Linked DNA regions of Callithrix jacchus: region 2 is linked to region 1. Evidence: chromatin contacts called from public Hi-C data. All regions are on one chromosome and are shown on one strand. The core of a region is the stretch at or near the end of the contact, and the rest is flanking DNA. Distances in the headings are between cores, read along the strand shown.

What was found. Hi-C and Micro-C count contacts between places; a contact is called where the count stands out from the background.
Region 2: a contact with region 1 is called in a Hi-C map of skeletal muscle, with 4 times the contacts expected there. The contact joins the promoter of TSPAN14 here to the enhancer-like site in region 1. A contact is called at or near these places in 3 of 3 Hi-C or Micro-C datasets (induced pluripotent stem cells and skeletal muscle).

The regions. Positions count from the first base shown.
Region 1 is chr12:50,043,437-50,046,164 of calJac240_pri, forward strand. TSPAN14 (tetraspanin 14) reads right to left here. Exons shown (of 10, transcript XM_078345444.1): 3 at 1,819-1,869; 4 at 1,043-1,094. Among named protein-coding and RNA genes, the nearest start is that of SH2D4B, 27 kb to the left of the region's middle. Within about 2 kb of position 1,370, at least 4 of the 16 cell types and tissues checked have an H3K27ac peak or open chromatin away from gene starts, as enhancers often do.
Region 2 is chr12:50,093,112-50,095,839 of calJac240_pri, forward strand. It overlaps TSPAN14 (tetraspanin 14), which reads right to left and starts at 1,329. Exons shown (of 10, transcript XM_078345444.1): 1 at 1,096-1,329. The coding sequence starts at 1,299.

The DNA.
Region 1 (2,728 bases), core at 120-2,619:
TTATATTCAATTTCAATTTAAACACAAACCATCACACAATGGGGAGAACAGTTCTGTAGGGTTTGTAAAATGCCAAGGGGGAAGCTGAGCCCTGGAGACTGAGTCATGTAGCATGTTTGCAATTCTGTTTTTAGATTACAGTTGAACTCTCCTCCTCTTTGTTCCCGCTAGGTAAGGAACTAGGAGAGACCACAGCCCCCCTTCCAGTCACTGATCTCTGCTATAGTTTAACTGCTTCCTTCATTGTTCTTTACTGACTCAGATCAGATATCATCTAAGACCAGGGACAATTATATCTTCAGCATGGAATGTTATACATACCTTTCCTGAAAGCTGCCTCAACTAATCAGAACATTATGACTATGCATTAAGATGTACATAGGTGTCTGGGGGTGGTGGCTTACGTCTGTAATCCCAGTACTTTGGAAGGCTGGGGCGGGCAGATCACTTGAGACCAGGAGTTCAAGACCTGCCTGGCCAACATGGCAAAACCCCATCTCTACTAAAAAATACAAAAATTTGCCGGGTGTCATGGCACATGCCTGTAATCCCAACTATTCAGGAAGGGGAGGCATGAAAATCTCTTGAACCCAGACGTGGAGGTTGTAATGGGCCAAGATCAAGCCACTGTGCTCCAGCCTGGGAAACAGAGGCTCTGTCTGGCTTTGTCCAGATAAATGATCCCAAGCATCTACACTTTGAACAGGAAGGCTGACTTCCATTCTTTGGAATTTGTGCTTCTTGGGTAGGCCTGTTCTCAACATGTGTGCCTGAATAAAGTCTCTCTAAACTAGGTTCTGGCTTTTTTAACTATTTTAGATGGACAGATTCAAAGGAATTGTAGTAGCCAGCTCCACACTTAGGGCCACACCCGGTCAAGTGGCTGCAGTCCCAGGGGCAGCCACACGGTGGCGGTGTGAGACAGATTGAATCTGCTTCTGGGTCACTGGGGCAAAAGGACGTCGTACTCCAGCTCTTGCCCTTTAGGGGTTCACAGGCCACTTTGAAGGTGCCCAAACTTGAAGGTGAGCCTTATCCATACCCAAGAGCATGGCAGGAAAGCCTGTAGATCTTGGTTCTCCTGCCTCTTCTTTCTGGAAGCAAAGGGAAGTTCCACTGAAGGAAGAAGGCCCGGGCCCAAGATGCTAGAAGAAGCTTTAGTCCGGGCTCTTTCTCGCCAGGCCTGCTCTACCTTACTGCTTTCCTACCCTCTTCCCTCCCTAGCTCTTTTCAGCGCTTATCACCTCCCCAGCACCCATGCCACAGGGCAACAAGTAGCAGCACAGCCCCACCCTGCCCACTGTAGTTTCATCCCCTTCCTAGAGTTGCAACTGCCCCATGTGCTTCCACACAGTAGGAGCCAGGTCTCCCCTCCTCCCCTCTCCTCCTTAGGCTGGGCAAGGAGGCACAGAGGTGCTTAAAGAATCACCCCTGCCCCACAGGGCACCCTGACGGCACGTAATCCAGCCCTGCTCCCTGCTCTCTCTCATCCAAGAGGATAAGGGCCTCAACAATAAGCATGCCTGTGTTCAGGGACCTGGGTTGCCCCATGCCTGCCCTGGGCACAGCTGCAGGCAAGAGCTGAGCTCTCTCCATCCAGAGATCAAAACCAAAACAGCCCAGCTCCTGCCTCCAGCAGCCAACCTTATCATGGGGGCAGAGTAGGCAGGTGCTGCATCTGTAAAGATTAACTACTACACACCTTGACACTGCATGAGAAATGCTTGTCAGGGAACAGACTGGAGGAGGGGAAAATGATGTACAGTGAATCTGGTTTTGGCTGCCTGAAGCTCAGCGTCCTGTGACAGTTATACCTACCTTTTCGCTCCATGCCCACAGCCCAACTCCGAGGAAGACAACTCCAGCCAACTAAGCGGGGCAGAGGAAAGAGAGAGGAAGTTAGGTCAGAAACTAGCACTGTGACCATGCTTCATAGAGCGAAGTCCACATTGCCAGGCAGGGCATGCTCTAGCTCACATCCCACACGGCCCCTTGGGCCCTGCAGATGACAGGGGCCGGCAATGCCAGAATAAAGGGGCATTGAGGTTCTTCAGATAACCTGAACCCACCTTCCTGAATGTCTGGACAAACTCCATCAACCTCAGATGACCCCATGACCCACGGAGGGGAACAGGAAAAGATCCCAGAGCAGACTCCACCCTGGAGAGACTATGGGTCACAGACATCAGGCTGTGCCCTGTTTCTTCCCCTTTCTGCAACCCTGACTCTTATCAGTGTACTATCTGGTGTATAAGAAGACATCACCCCTTGTGAGGGCTGCCCCAGGTCCCCTCAGAGGTTCCCAAAGCAAGATCAGGCTGCACAGGGCCAGGTACCACCACAGGGTGAAGACAGAGGGAAGCAGAGACCAGCACCACCTCTGCCACACACGCCAGCTCTCCAGCCCTGGAGGTGGACACCAGGCACAGATAAGCAGCTACCCAGCGGCCCAGGCCATCCACTGGCCAGGGTTGAGCCTCCTCCCCGTGGTATCTATACTGAGTAGGGGGCGCACCTGTGCTCAGGATAGGCTGGGTTTTTAGCTAGAGAATGAAAACAGGCATGCTCTAAGCAATGAGCTCACCCCAGAAAAGAAGCACCCCCAACCCCAACCTCCCACCTGCAGGAGCCCACACCCCATGTGCACCACAACAGAAAGGGGCCCATCCAAATACATCACACAGGTTCCTGAACCAGGGAGGACTTTTCCATATAGAACAAAACACAT
Region 2 (2,728 bases), core at 79-2,578, 50 kb after region 1:
AACCAAAGCCGGGAAAAGTGGGACCCACCGCGGCGAGGGCGACTGAGCACAACCACGGCTGGGCAGGGAGAAAGGGCGGCCCACCCCGGCCTACGCCCACCCCGACCCCAAACCCGAGCTCCGGGGGGCCGAGGGTGGGTGACGGAGCCGAAAGGAGAGCCCATCGCCGAGCTCGCTGCTTTGGAGCAGAAGAGCCCCGAGCGGCAGCAGTCGTCCAGGCTCCCCGGCGCTCCCACCCCGCCCGGCCCAGGGGCGCACTCGCCGGAGCGCTCGGATGGGGCAAGGGCCACCGAACCCGGAGCGCCAGCCCCGGGCCCGCCGCGGCTCTCGCCCGCCCGCGCCGAAGTTCGGCTCAGCTGGGTCCCCACCGAGGCCTCCAACCTCTAGCGAGCGATCCTGGCAGACAAAGCCAGCGCCACCCGCGGGGCCGCCCTCGGGCAGGCGGGGAGGAAGGCTGAGGGACCAAGCAGGGACCTGGGGGAGCAGCCCTCGCCCCCGGAGGACGCCCAGGGGAGTCTGCCTCAGACAAAGAAGAAGGCAGGGCCCGACGCCCCAGCCCAGGCTCCGCGCTCTACTCACCCGCGCGCGGCGGCTGCAGCGGCGGCGCGGCCCGGCTCGGCCGAGGAAGTTAGAGCAAGTTCGGCGGCGCGGGGCGGGAGGGCGCGACTCGGGCCGTCCGAGCGGCGGGGGCGGGGCGCGGAGGGGCGGGGCCGGGGGCGCGGCGCCTGCCGCTGCCTAGGGAAGGGGCGCCCCTACCCTGCACCGCCCGTGCAGCCCCGCGAGCCTGGGCCCGCCCTGGCCCCGCCCCTCCCCTGCCGGCTCGCCCCTCCCCCGCCGGCTCGCCCCTCCCCTACCACGCCCCGCCTCCCCGCTCGCGCGGCACCGCGGACCGCGAGGCCGAGTCGCCGGCCCGCCCCTTTGTCCCGCTCTGGGCGGTGCCGGAGGCTTGGGGCGGCCCGGGTCCTTGCCCTCCCAGTGGGTGCGCGGCGCAGGCCTGGCCTGGCCTGGCCCAGGGCTGGTCGCCTTGTGGCCGCCGGGAGCGCGCTGAGCTTTTTGCGCTGCGCAGACTCCGCTCGGGCCTTGTCGGAGCCGAACCTGGGAGAAGCACGAGCTGTGGGAGGCGGTGTCTCGAGGGATACACTGGATAACCGTGGAGAGCCGGCGAAGGATCAGGAAAATGGCTGTGGTGGAGATAGAAGGCGTTCCTGCCGGGCTTTGGAGGCTGGGGGCGGTGGTAGTCTTCAAAAGAAGGAAGGGGAAATGGTTTTCATTTCTTTGCAAACCGAAGAGTAACGACATGCTCCTTCTAGCTTTGGTGCTAAAAATACCAAGCTTTCTTTGGATCGTGGCTGAGATTTGTTCCTCACATTTACGCTAAAGAGATGGCTGGGATGATTCTTGTGGGTTAAGAGGGGTTTCCAGGGACAGCCAGAAGCGGCTCCCCAGCCTCAGCCTGCCTACCTGTAGAATGAGTCACGCACACCTCTGTTTCTTAAACTTATTCTGTGGTTGAGGGCCGAGTGATCTGCTCTGTTGGGTAACACCAAACAGGGATCAATTAAAACTCGGCTAAGACTGGTTGCCACATGCCAGTACAAGCAGCCAACAGGTTAATTCCAATGGTAGGAGTAGATCTTGAAATGGATACTGTTCGGTCCATTCCCAGGTTTGTTTCTGGCTTTTTTGTTTTTGAGATAAGCTATCACTTTGTGGCCCAGGCTGGAGTGCAGTGGCATGACCGTGGCTCAGTGCAGCCTCTACTTCCCGCCTCAGCTTCCCAAGTAGCTGGGACCACAGGTGCAGGGCACCACGTCTAACTACAGACAAGATATTGCTATGTTGCCAATGCTGGTCTAGAATTCCTGGGCTCAGGCAATCCTCCCACCGCTGCCTCCCAGAGTGCTGGAATTACAGACATGAGCCACTGTGCCTGGCCAATTTTGTTTGTTTAATTAAGGGGGATGCAACCTGTCTGTGACACCCCAGGCAGTTCAGGCACCTCCGTGGGAACCTGTCCATTCATTCAGCAGATGGTGAGTGCTTGACTGAGTGCCTGATGGATGCCAGGCCATGTGTCTATGCTGTGACACTTCAGTGAACAGGACAGCTGAGGCTTTTTGCCCGATAAAGGTAATTTTTAGTGGAGAAGACAAATAAATAATCACAAGTTGAAGTAAAGGCTGGGACAAAAACAAGGGATTAGAATAGAGAATAAGAGCTACCTCAGATGAAGTATTCAGGGAAAGAGTCTTTGAGGATCAGATGAAGTATTCAGGGAAAGGGTCTTTGAGGAGGTGATCCTGAAATTGAAATCAAAAGAATGAGGAGTTAGCCTTGGGAAAATTCAGGCAGAGACATTCCTCCTTGAGAGCAGTAGGTGCCTTTTCAGGGTAAGCTCTGGATGGGTCAAAGAGGTGAAAGAAAATCAGTGTGGTTTAATTATCAAGCCTTGGGGAGGAGGCCCAGGATGGAGTGGGAAGGTGGGAGGGGGGGGCGGGCAGATCATGCAGGGCCTGTGGGCTGTGTCAGAGAATGGAGACTTTGTTGAGTCTTGGAAGGGTTTTATGCAGAAGACTAACATGTTCTGATTTAAGGCTGTGCGTGGGTGTCAGGCAAAAATAAAAGCAGGGAGCCAATTAGGCTTGCCGCAATCCAGGCCAAAGATGATGGTGGTTTGAACCAAAGTGGTGGCCATGCTAAGATGAGTAGTTGAGAGATGCTATTTTGA